3 separate regions of the Sus scrofa genome follow, and all the other regions are linked to region 1. Evidence: chromatin contacts called from public Hi-C data. All regions are on one chromosome and are shown on one strand. Each heading gives the region's core, a stretch centred on a gene start, on an enhancer-like site or on the middle of the called end of the contact. The rest is flanking DNA. Distances are from core to core; before and after follow the strand shown.

The links. Hi-C and Micro-C count contacts between places; a contact is called where the count stands out from the background.
Region 2: a contact with region 1 is called in a Hi-C map of mesenteric adipose tissue, with 3 times the contacts expected there. The contact joins the promoter of P2RX3 here to the promoter of TIMM10 in region 1. A contact is called at or near these places in 3 of 5 promoter capture datasets (fetal liver and liver), 18 of 47 Hi-C or Micro-C datasets (alveolar macrophages, blood, embryonic fibroblasts and 10 more) and 2 of 2 datasets of contacts at active chromatin or transcription factors (alveolar macrophages and skeletal muscle).
Region 3: a contact with region 1 is called in a Hi-C map of liver, with 5 times the contacts expected there. The contact joins the promoter of MED19 here to the promoter of TIMM10 in region 1. A contact is called at or near these places in 1 of 5 promoter capture datasets (liver) and 4 of 47 Hi-C or Micro-C datasets (heart right ventricle, liver, retroperitoneal adipose tissue and 1 more).

Annotation. Positions count from the first base shown.
Region 1 is chr2:13,390,855-13,394,889 of Sscrofa11.1, forward strand. It overlaps TIMM10 (a long non-coding RNA gene), which reads left to right and starts at 2,371. Exons shown (of 3, transcript XR_002341482.1): 1 at 2,371-2,510; 2 at 2,933-3,048.
Region 2 is chr2:13,617,492-13,621,526 of Sscrofa11.1, forward strand. P2RX3 (P2X purinoceptor 3) reads right to left here and starts at 2,161. Exons shown (of 12, transcript XM_003353865.5): 1 at 1-2,161. The coding sequence starts at 95. SSRP1 (FACT complex subunit SSRP1) reads left to right here and starts at 2,175. Exons shown (of 17, transcript XM_003353864.4): 1 at 2,175-2,390; 2 at 2,888-3,026; 3 at 3,462-3,647. The coding sequence starts at 2,973.
Region 3 is chr2:13,239,349-13,243,383 of Sscrofa11.1, forward strand. MED19 (mediator of RNA polymerase II transcription subunit 19) reads left to right here and starts at 1,963. Exons shown (of 5, transcript XM_003122715.5): 1 at 1,963-2,359. The coding sequence starts at 2,092. It overlaps TMX2 (thioredoxin-related transmembrane protein 2), which reads right to left and starts at 1,922. Exons shown (of 8, transcript XM_005660896.3): 1 at 1,499-1,922. The coding sequence starts at 1,687.

The sequences.
Region 1 (4,035 bases), core at 1,121-3,620:
ACGTAAGATAACTTTTTAGGGTACTGCAATTATTTTGTACCTTGATCTGAGTGGTGGTTATAAAAATGAATATATATTTAAAAATTAAGCTTAAGATTATACATTTTATTCTTTTATTCATTTTACTGTCTGAATGGGATACCTCAGTTTAAAGTATCAGAGGACAGGGTTTGACAAAGATGAGTCCTTCGGATGAGTGTTTAAAATTGGGACTTTCTGAGGTAAGTATATGGTGACCAACCACATAAAGTGTCTAGCCCACCTTCTCCAATGGGCATTGTACCCTTACATTTCATTATTAGTTTGCATCTTCCAAGTTTTGTTTACTTGGAAATTCCTTGAAAAATCCAGGGATTGGAGTTCCCTAGTGGCCTAGTGGGTTAAGAATGCCGTGTTGGGAGTTCCCATCGTGGCGCAGTGGTTAACAAATCCAGCTAGGAACCATGAGGTTTTGGGTTTGATCCCTGGCCTCACTCAGTGGGTTAAGGATCTGGCGTTGCCAAGCGCTGTGGTGTAGGTTGCAAACATGGCTTGGATCTGGCATTACTGTGGCTCCAGCCTAGGCCGGCAGCTACAGCTCCGATTAGACCCCTAGCCTGGGAACCTCCATATGCCCGCGGGAAAATGCCGTGTTGTCGTTGCTGTGGCACAGGTTCAGTCCCTGGCATAGGAACTTCATTCCGCATGTCCCAGGCACAGCCAAAAAACCAACCAAACAAACGTCAAAAAAAGAAAACGAGGGAGTTCCCATCGTGGCGCAGTCGTTAACCAATCCGACTAGGAACTATGAGGTTGCGGGTTCGGTCCCTGCCCTTGCTCAGTGGGTTAACGATCCGGCGTTGCCGTGAGCTGTGGTGTAGGTTGCAGGCGCGGCTCGGATCCTGCGTTGCTGTGGCTCTGGCGTAGGCCAGTGGCTGCAGCTCCGATTCGACCCCTAGCCTGGGAACCTCCATGTGCAGCGGGAACGGCCCAAGAAATAGCAAAAAAAAAAAAAAGAAAGAAAAAGAAAAAAAGAAAAATCCAGGGAGATTAGGGTGGGTTTTTTTCATTGGTGGGGGGCGGGTTGCAGATCGAGGAATATATTAAGTTTTGAAAGAAAGAATTCACAGTACCCTCCTTTTCCCTCACCCAAAGGCTCTAGGTTAGCTCTGGCAGCAGCCACAATTGCTCCTATTCATCTCTTTATGGCCTAGGGCGTCTAGTAGAAGTTGAATAAGACACACTGTACTTTTGTGTGTGTGCGTGTGTGTCTTTTTGCCATTTCTTGGGCCGCTCCCGCGGCATATGGAGGTTCCCAGGCTAGGGGTCGAATCGGAGCCGTAGCTGCCGGCCTACGCCACAGCCACAGCGACGCAGGATCCGAGCCGCGTCTGCAACCTACACCACAGCTCACGGCAACGCCGGATCCTTAACCGCTGAGCAAGGCCAGGGATCGAACCCTCAACTTCATGGTTCCTAGTCAGATTCGTTAACCACGGAGCCACGACGGGAACTCCCCACACACTGTCCTCTCGACTCATCTTTCTGCAAGCAGGAACCATGCCTCACTTGTCTTTGCAACCCCAGAGAAAGCCTGGTGATCTGCACACAGCCGTATTCACACAAAGGCCCCAGGAGCACTTGGCTGCACATGGGAATCACCTGGGAAATTTTAAAATTTACTGATATCTGGAGTTGTCGTCGTGGTTAATTAATCGAACTAGGAACCATGAGGGTGCGGGTTCGATCCCTGGCCTCGCTCAGTGGGTTAAGGATCCAGCCTTGCCCTGAGCTGTGGTGTAGGTCGCCTGGGATCCCGTGTTGTTGTGGCTCCAGCATAGGCTGGCGGCTACAGCTCCGATTAGACCCCTAGCCTGGGAACCTCCATATGACACGGGTGCGGCCCTGAAAAGACAAAAATAAATAGATAAATAAATAAAGTTTACTGATATCTGAATCCTACCTCCAGGGATTCTGATTTAATTGGTAGAAAGTGAGGCCTGGGCATCAGGATTTTTTTAAAGCGTCCCAGGTGACCTTAAGTGCAACACAAGCTGAGAGCTGCTGTTTGCAGGGCGGGGGGGACGGACGACCCTTTTTCCTTCCCCGAGTCAGATATGCGCTCTGGACTCAGCTCTCCGGCGTTAGGGGCGAGGGTTACTGACCTCTGCGACCCTACCTCTCCTACTCAAAACACTCAAACCTCTCGGTGACACCCCCGGGGACTTGAATTCTAACAGGTTGCAGGCGCTCTGCGTTCGGCCTAAATCTCTATGGTATTTTTGAGTCCTCTCTAGCATGTGGGAGACGCCTTAGCCTTCAGACAGGGCCCTCTCTATGGTATCAGGTTTCCCGGCACCACCTAGATGGTACTTCATTCCGGAAGCGAGTACGGATCGGGAAGAGGCGGGATTTCCTCCCCGGAAGGGACCCACGTGCTTCCGCCTGACCCTACCTGGGCACCCGGTGAATTTCCAGTGTTTACCCGAAGTTGGGGATACCGGGGGCACAGTGACAGACCTCCGGCCGTGGTGAGCAACTTCTGACCTCAAAGTGACCCTGATGATGGTGCGGCCTTTTCAGTTTAGGGCCTGGTCTGGGTCCGGGCGCCGTAGTTCCGCGTATGATCCAGTTCTTAGGGCCCCCGCAGGTTCATGACAGCGGTTTAGAGTGTTCTGTTCCGGTTTCCCCATCTCCTTCTGGATAGAGGTGACCTCGAGGAGTTGGGCGTTAGGGCACCGAGGGTCGATTTACAGCCCCGCCATTAACGTGCTCTGTAACCTTGGGCAAGGCAGTGTCCCTTTTGCGGGTTCAGCCTCCACGTCTGTGAAATAGCGTATGAGGTCAGTGGCCCTTGCTGGTCTGATGGTCTGTGATTCCTCCACATTCTCCAGCCCCTGGTATGGAAAAGCGAATGGGAGGGCTGGGTGCTGACCGTGCCGTCTGTCCCCAGGTCTAGGAGGCCAGAAGGAGATCCCCTCGACCGTTCAGGGCTGAAATGGACCCACTCAGGGCCCAGCAGCTGGCAGCAGAGCTGGAGGTAGAGATGATGGCTGATATGTACAACAGGTAAGGACCGAGTCCGCACTACCTTGTCTTTAGAGAATGACCCTAGGTCACCCTTTCCAAAGCCAGAGGTGGATGACTTATGAAAAACGGTGGTCTACCCTCCCAGCACTCATCCCCCCCCACACCCCAGGCCCACATGGTTAAGGGCTAATCCAGATGTAGTGTGGGGTCACTAGAGGGAACTAGGCATTTAGATTGGGATGGAATTGACCATGAAGGAGCTGGACAGGAGGAGAGGGTCCATCTCAGGCTCTGGTTAGTTTCCAGGAATAGTTCAGCATTTGCCTTTTGACAAATAGCACATAGGCCACTAGTCACATTTCTTTTCTTTTTCTTTTTTTGATTTTTAGGGCTACATGTGTGGCATATGGAAGTTACAAGGCTAGGGGTCGAATAGGAGCTGCAGCTGCCAGCCTACATACACCACAGCTCACTGGCAATGCCAGATCCTTAACCCACCGATTGAGGCCAGGGATTGAACCCGCATCCTCATGGATACTGGTTGGGTTTGTTACTACTGAGCCATAATGGGAACTCCAAGTAGTTAACATTTTCTAAACTCTTACTCCATCTTAGACACATGTTGGAACATTTTATGTGCATTATCTCTTTTTATCTTTGCTGGATTAATTTTACTTATCTTGTTTTAAAGCGAGAACATTGAGGCTTCTGGAGATTAAGTAACTTTCTCAGGGTCCACAGCTGGTCAATAGCAATGTCAAGACCAGTACCTCAGTGTGACTTCTAACTAGTGCCTATAACCATTTGGCAAATTTGGGAACAAATCATAGCTTCACCAACCAGCACTTCTATGGCCTTGGCCAAGTTACTTGGACTGTTTGACCAGTGGTTTCACCACCTATAAAATAGAGTTAATAATAATACCTTTCTCATAAAGACATTATAAATATTTAATGTTAAAATATATGACAAGCTCTTAGGACTAAGCCAAACACAAGCAAGTAAGCAGTCAACAAATATCTGATA
Region 2 (4,035 bases), core at 911-3,410, 230 kb after region 1:
AGCTGAACTGCTCGGTTGATGATCCCAATGGTCCAGCTTTTCACAACCACAGACTTGGTGGTCTCGTAGGTGAAGAAATCTGAGATGCAGTTCATGCTGAGAATGACCCCTCAGAAGGGACCCAGTGGTGGCCTCAGGAGGGAGAGGTCATCAGATGGGGAGACAGAGATCAAGGTCTGGAGGGGGCAGCTTAGAGGGGCTCAAGGAAAGGGCAGGCTGTTCCTTTAAGTCAGGCACCTAAGCCCAGTGCCCAGCTCCTCTCTGCTCTTGACACTCTGAGCTGCCAAGAGTCCAAGGCCAGGGCGGGGGACCCCCTTTTTGTTCGTCTCCACCCCACTCCCCTGTGATGTCATGGTAGGGGTGGGGTCTCCAATCCCAGGCTCCTGATTGCCTGGGATGCAGCTGGCTAGGGCCCTCTAGGACTCATGTTTTATCTGCACTCTGTCTATCGTTTCGGTTCCATCCTCTTATGCTGCATCTTCATCCCGGCTCACCAGCTGCTTCATGCTCTCTTTAAAGCCCCTTGCAACACACCACTCCCCAGCCACCTAATAGCCTGCCTGAGCTGAGTATCCCCTTCAATCCAGAGTGTCTTCCTTAAAGCCGTTCAATTCTGCAGGCGTCTCCTCCCTTCCTGAGTTGCCGGCAATACATGGGTCAAGGGGAGGGGTCTCCTGAATGTTTCTCTTGGTCTCCTGGGTGAGGGTGATTGGGGTTACATAGTTCCTATTTCTTACTCATGTTGGCAGTGACTGAAGCTCTACCTGCAGAGCACTATCACATTGGGTTTTTTTCCTTTTTCTTTTCTTTTTCTTTTTTTGCTTTTTAGGGCCGTACCCATGGCATATGAGGTTACCAATGCTAGGGGGTCGAATCAGAGCTACAGCTGCCGGCCTATGCCACAGCCACAGCCACGTGGGATCCGAGCTGCTTCTGCGACCTACACCACAGCTCACGGCAACACCAGATCCTTAACCCGCTGAAGGAGGTCAGAGATCGAACCCACATCCTTGTGGAGCCTAGTTGGGTTCATTAACCATTGAGCCACGAAGGGAACTCCCACATTGGGTATTTTCTTGTTCTATTTTGTTTTACCATCAGTTTACTTATTTGAATCATTTATTAGATGTCACATGCCTGGAAAACTGGGGCTGTTTCCATCTTGTTTACTAGTTTCCACAAATCCTATCACTGTGTTAGAGTTCAACACATATCTGTTGAATCTAGTTGGCTTATGTTGCTAGATAGCGTGGGAACAGCCATTACCCAGAGGTTAAAGTCGTGAGTTCAGGGAGCAACAGTGCATTCACGTCATCTTGTGTCCCAAGCTGGGGTAACTGTAGGTCAGACTGTCAAAGAAATCTGGAGTTTAAATATTCTGTCTCAATGTTTTGTATACTTGACATCTATTATCAATCATTCCGAATGGAGAATCACTAGACGGGCTAAGTAGATTTTGGGTTTTGTTCCCCAGGCCACTCCTCTTAGGGCCTCAGTTTCCCGATCTTCAAAAGGAAGCTGGAGCAGACGAATCCAAACATCTCTTACTCGTCCAGCCTCCTCTGATTTTGCGAGGTGCACCCTAGGACTCCATAAGGGGGATCTGGCTTATGAAAGCCCAGGCTGCTGTGATTTCAAATCAGTTCTGGCTCCACGGTGAATGTGACACCAGCACTTGAACCTGATACCGCCGCCGCCGCCGCCGCTGGCCAGCCTCTTCCAGGAGACTCAAACCTTGCATTTATCGATGTCAAGTTTTGGGGTGCAGTGAACTCACTTCAAAAAGGATCCAATCCCTTGTGACAGGGGTGAGCAGTATAGTCACAGCGATACCAACACTCGCATTCTCTTCGAAGCCAGTGGGAGGGGTCATTTCTCTCCACAAGTCGTTAAATATTTTCCTTCTTGTCCTACAAACTCCTTTCTATTCCACAGAAACCACTATGGGGCGGGAGAGAGTCGCCCGTCATTGCTACGCACGCACACGCATCTTTGGCAAGTCTGATAAAATGCAACTACACAGTTTCTCTTTAAAGTCTTGTCGTTCCCGGAAGGAGTGTCTGTGATTTTTAAAGAGCCCGACACGCTCCCATTTTCTAGTCGGACGCCAAACGGGCGGGACATCAGTGTAACCCGGCTTCCCTCAGGTCCTCCAGCGCTGTGGACGCTCTATGGGACCGCCTCGAAGGCGGGCCGCGTTTCGCGCCTCTCTAGCCGGCTCCTCCTCTCTATGGTCCGTGCTGGGCTTCCGGTGGCGGGACGCGGGGCCGCGCACGCGGGAAAAGCTTCCCCAGCGTCCCCCCCGGACCCCCCGGACCCTACACCCCCGCTGCGTCCCCCAGCGAGCCCACCGCCCGCTTGCGGGCCGTCTGAGGCCGCAGCTTGAGAAAGTAGGTGGTCGCTATCGCCGCGCCCCAGGAAGGCGAGGGCCCTGCTCCCCCGCGGGACGCGTGGGATGGACTGTTCCGCGTTGGAATCCGCGGGCAGCGGGCGAATCCATTTTAGCGGGAGGGGAGAACTGTGGGCCTGGGGCCGCGGCGCGGTGGGAGCGCTGGGAGGGAACTCGTGCTTTTTGAGCGGGGTTGGGGCGCGGGCGAGGTGCGGGCTCCGGATGGCCCAGGGGTTCCGCTGCTCGTTGCCATGGCGCCCGGTGGAGCGCCCAGAGGGGGTGTCTGGTTGGGATGTAAGAGGTACTTCGGGCCGGCTTCTTAAGCCCCGGCCGGGCCTGGCCCTGGAGTTCTGCAGAACCGGCTTGCAGGGTTCCCAGGCAGGGAGATCGTGAGACATCCCAGGCACAGGAAGGGTTGCCACTAGGCTCCCTCCGTGGCCAGCATGAGGTGTTGTTTTTTCCACTTAACTTCAATCCACTTATCCCTCTTCAATTCAGATTCCCAGCCTGCGTTGTGTATCTGCACAACGTACCCAGGAGTTGGGGCCCAGCTCCCAGTTGAGGCCTACAGGGGCAGGTCAGCATGGCAGAAACACTGGAGTTCAACGACGTGTATCAGGAGGTGAAAGGCTCTATGGTAAGAAGGACTGGGGCTTTTGAAACAGATGGAGGGAGGGAGGCGGAGTAGACTTTTTATCCACTCGCAAGAGCTTGTGCTGATGATGTTGCTACTTTGGAAAAGAAGTCAGTTCGATGTGTATTTGGTAGTTCCCCAACAAGAAGCATTACTGAGTGAGGATACAAGAGTTACAGGATGTCAGAGTTTGAAGGGACTACACCTGCTGCTCAATCCTGAATCCCCAAACTGAGGACCTGCACGGGTTCTGGATGCCAGAGCGAGGATTAGAATCCAGATCTTCTGGCCTTACTCGTCTCTTCTTGCCAGCCCTCACCACTTCAGCTGTTATTGCTCCTGCCTGATACCTGACCAGCCCAGAATGGGTGTTGGGTGGGACCGTCCCTGCTCTACGCTATGGTCGTCCCTGTGCATTTGGGCCTGTTTTCCCAACAGAATGATGGTCGGCTGAGGTTGAGCCGCCAGGGCATCATCTTCAAGAACAGTAAAACGGGCAAAGTGGACAACATCCAGGCTGGGGAGTTGACCGAAGGGATCTGGCGCCGAGTAGCTCTGGGCCATGGACTTAAACTGCTCACGAAAAATGGCCACGTCTACAAGTACGACGGCTTCCGAGAATCGGTGAGATGCCCCTTGCCATAGCCCCCTTTACTGTGCCATCTTCTTTAGTTTTAATCTTCTTGAGAGAAGTGGGGCTCCTTCTGATAACCGTGCAGTTGCTAGTTTGGGATCCTTAAAGCAGGACCGTGGAAGCCATTAAGCAGTCAGTGTTCAGCTTTGGGCTGCAGAGTCTCGGGAGTTTCTTTGTGCTTTAACTCCAGAAACTTTTCTACTGTTTTGATTTTTTTTTTTTTTTTTTTTTTTTTTTTTTTTTTTTGGTGGTTTCTGCCTGTTGCCTTATCCAGGTTCAGGGGCTTACCTTGAGGTTTTAGGTTGGTGTTGTTTTTCCATTTTGAACGGCTTGTGTTAAAGACTTTACTTCATTTCCACTTTCACTAAAGGAATACCT
Region 3 (4,035 bases), core at 713-3,212, 150 kb before region 1:
CCACTGAACAAGACCAGGGATTGAACCTGAATCTTCATGGATACTAGTTGGATTGCTTCCATTGCTCCACAACAGGAACTCCCTCTTTTTTTCTTTTTCTTCCACCCACAGCATATGGAAGTTCCTGGACCAGGGATCGAACCCGTACTTCCAAGGAACTGCAGTTGGATTCTCAACCCACCGCACCATGGTGGGAACTCCAAGCCACTGAAATTTTGAGGTTTACCTGTTATTGCTAAGATTATTTACCTTAATATTCTAACTTCCAAATCACCAAGGAAATAGTAAAAGATTTTTTCCAGGAAAACAAACACTAGCTATAAACTCTAAATAGTTAAAGGTCCCTACTTAATAGGTTCTTTTGGAGTTCCTGTCATGGCACAGTGGAAACGAATCTGACTAGTACCCATGAGGATCCGGGTTCAATCCCTGGCCTCGCTCAGTGGGTCAGGGATCTGCCATTGCCTTGAGCTGTGGTGTAGATCTGAGACAGAGCTTGGATCCCACGTTGCTATGGCTGTGGCATAGGCTGTAGCTCTGATCTGACCCTAGCCTGGGAACCTCCATACCCCGCAGGTTCGCCCCCCTGCCCCCCAAATGGATCTTTTGAAGCACCACAGCTATACATGAGCTACTTAATAACACTGGGAAAGAACGGCGGAAGTACGAAAAAGTAAACAAGGGAAGGAGAATAAAAGTAAGGAAGTAAGTTCTGTCAAAAGTCAAGACTCATTCTGGGACCTGGAAAAAAAAAAAGACAAAAACTCAGGAAGGCCCTCCTTCCTCGTAACACAGATTCAGCTATACAGAAGGGGGCACAGAACTTCATCTTATTTTTCTGAGTGGTCCTTCCACTTCTACTTAGGAAGTACTGCAAGAGAGTTCAGATTGATTTCTTTACAATGAATTTTTTTTACAATTCCATTTCAATAGGCCTAAAACTTTATTCATTTTTACATTCTCAGGATGCAGCACAGTGCCTAGCATACAGTCCTCCCTCTGCAGTTGTTAACTGAATTAAAATGACTGATGGTGCTGCTGCTTTGGCCAGAAGAGTGGTTTCAAGTCCCAGCCACTCACTAGTTGTGTGACCTTGGACAAGTCTCCTAACTACGCCGAGATCAATTTCTTCATCAGTGAAACGAGATTACTACTACTTGCCTTGTTTACCTCACTGATTCCTCAAGAGGCTTTACATAACGAGAGCAGCACTGTAAAACAGTGCAGATGCCTCGTTTGGGTAGGTACGAATTGTGAGACGGAAAGGACCTTGGACTCAGGAGTCAGAAGACCCCGGCAGGCTAACTCGCTGTATTCCCATCTTAAACGTGAAGAGGTTTACACTCGACGACCGCCCAGGCTCTAGATTCTTAATAGCTTAAGTCCGCTACAGGTTGGGAACCTCAGGTGTTCTCAAACAGGTGAACCTCGCATCTCGTAGATGCAACCTAGGACAGGGTGTCAAGGTCGCGGGGTCCTAAGGCGGGGGGTCGCTCACCCAGTCAAAGTCACACGGGTTGCCGTCTTCGCGTTGCGTGGGGAGATTGTAGCAGACAGGGGGCAGCTTCCTCACGAGTAGGAAGGCAGCAGAGAGGAGGGCTGACAGAAGGTAGTAAGGTCGGGCCAGCCATCGTGATAGTCGAGGTATCGAATAAATAAGAGCAATTAAAGGCGCGAGAACCGCCATCTTCCCGGCTCTAGCGGCGCCAGCCGCTCCACGGAGTCCGTGAGCCTGGTCCCGCCTCTCCCATCATTGTGCTTCCATTGGGCCTAGTCTCGGATGCACCGCCTCTAGATCCGGAAGCAGATCTCTGACTGGCTTCTGCGTCAGGTTAAAAATGGAGAAAGGGCTTTGATATTTTATTGGCTAATCTAGCTGTCTTTTTTTCCACCTAAATCGTTTTATTGGACATATGCGACTGCGGCAAGTAGGAGATACAGGAGAATTTAAATAAAGTTAAATAGTACTTCCGGAACGTTCTCAGAAGGCGACGGAAGTAGTTGCAGGAAGAAGGTAGGAAGGGCCCGAGGCAACCCAATGGTGAGAGGCTCCTGAAAGAGGAGGGCGGTACTCTGTGAAAAGATTGACCAATGAACGTCACCAACGCCAGACACCGAGACAGCGCCGGGGCGGAGGAGGCGATGGAGAATTTCACGGCGCTGTTCGGAGCTCAGGCTGACCCACCACCGCCCCCGACCGCACTTGGCTTCGGACCTGGAAAACCTCCACCCCCACCGCCTCCTCCTCCGGGCGGGGGGCCGGGCCCCGCCCCGCCCTCTACCGCGGCCACAGCCGCTCCCGGCTCCGACAAGTCAGCGGCCGGTTGTGGCCCCTTCTACCTAATGCGGGAACTGCCGGGTGAGTACAAGGCCTGGTCAAAGCCAGCCAATCAGATCATAGCGAGGAGAGGCGGGGCGTGGCTCTCAGCCTTCCGACTGGGGTGAGGGGTAACCTAGGCAACGCGTGGCGCGATTTCGGAACACTATACTAGAAGAGGTTCTGAGGATTCACAACCGAAAGAATGATTGGAATTGGGATGGATTAGGGGTGGGAAGAGAGTGGATCTCCCTGACCACCTTTCACGCCCGATCCTGCCCCTGACGCTGGTTTTTGACTCCCTAAAGATTATCCTAGCTTTGAGTTTGGTATTTGAGGGTCCTGATTTAACATCCCTGCGGACCCAGTTCCAGATCTGCTTCAAACTTCCTGTTGGTTTGGGACATGTTGTCTTTCTTCCTCTGGGCCTCGGGGTTTCAAAATGTGTTCGAAGAAGTGATTAGAATTAAACCAGGTTCTTTCATTCAAAAAATTATTTTGTTGCGCACCCACTCTGTGTACCAAGCACTCTTCCAATTGCTGAAGATACAGCTGTGAACAAAACTGACAAGATCCTTGCCTGTTTGGGAGTTTACCTGCCAGTGGAGGAGTCAAAGAGTGATAAACAGATATCTGCGGATAAACAGATAGTATCAGATAGTGGTTATGGCTACAAGGGGGAAATGTGATAAAGAATTGAGGGGGCAGAACTGCTTTAGCTAGAGTGATCAGGAGAGCCCTTTCTGAGTAGATAACATTAGAGCTAAAATATAAGCACAAAGGAAGAGCTAGCCATTTATGAGTGGGAGGAGAGAGAACTCTAGATACAAAAAATGAGATTAGAAGGCCCAATGTGAGAATAACCTTGAATATTTGAGGGACAGAAAACCACTTGCACTCCGGGGAAGTGAACAGGGAAAGAGCGATAGGAGATGAAGGTGGGAGAGTAGGCAGAGGCCTCTATAAGACATTTTAAGTTCAGGGGGAACCATTTTGACACAAGAGTCTGAAGTGATCTAACTTCTAACTTATTTGCTTATTTTCAATCATTCGAGCAGCTCTATTAAGGAAGCAAAGTGGGGGAGTTCCCGTCATAGCACAGCAGAAATGAATCCGACTAGGAAGCATGAGGTTGTGGGTTTGATCCCTAGCCTCACTCAGTGGGTTAAGGATCCAGTGTTGTCCTGTGCTGTGGTGTAGGTTGCAGACGCAGCACAGCTCTAGCATTGCTGTGGCTCTGGTGTAGGCCGGCACCTGTAGCTCTGATTTGACCCTTAGCCTGGGAACCTCCATATGCCTTGGGTGCTGCCCTTAAAAAAAAAGAAGAAAAGTGGGAAAATTGGTCAGAAGTTACAGCTTAGTAGTTCAGGAAAGAGATGATAGTTTGAACTAGGAAATAGCAGTAGAGGAGAGAAGTAAATGGATGCCAAATAAATGTTAGAGGTAGAACTGACAGGAATGCAGGATTGAAAATAGAATTGAAGGACAGAGGAATTGAGGGCAGTTTGGAAATGTTTGGCTTGAATAATTAGGTGGATGGTAGTGCTAAGATCAGGAAAGGACAGGTTTGAGGAGATGGATATCAAGTCATTTTGGACATGTTAAGTCTCCAGGATGACATTTAGTTCATCCCAAGTCCTACTGCTACATCAAGAGCTGAAGGAGGGGAGTTCCTGTCACGGCTCAGAGGAAACGAATCTGACTGGTATCCATGAGGA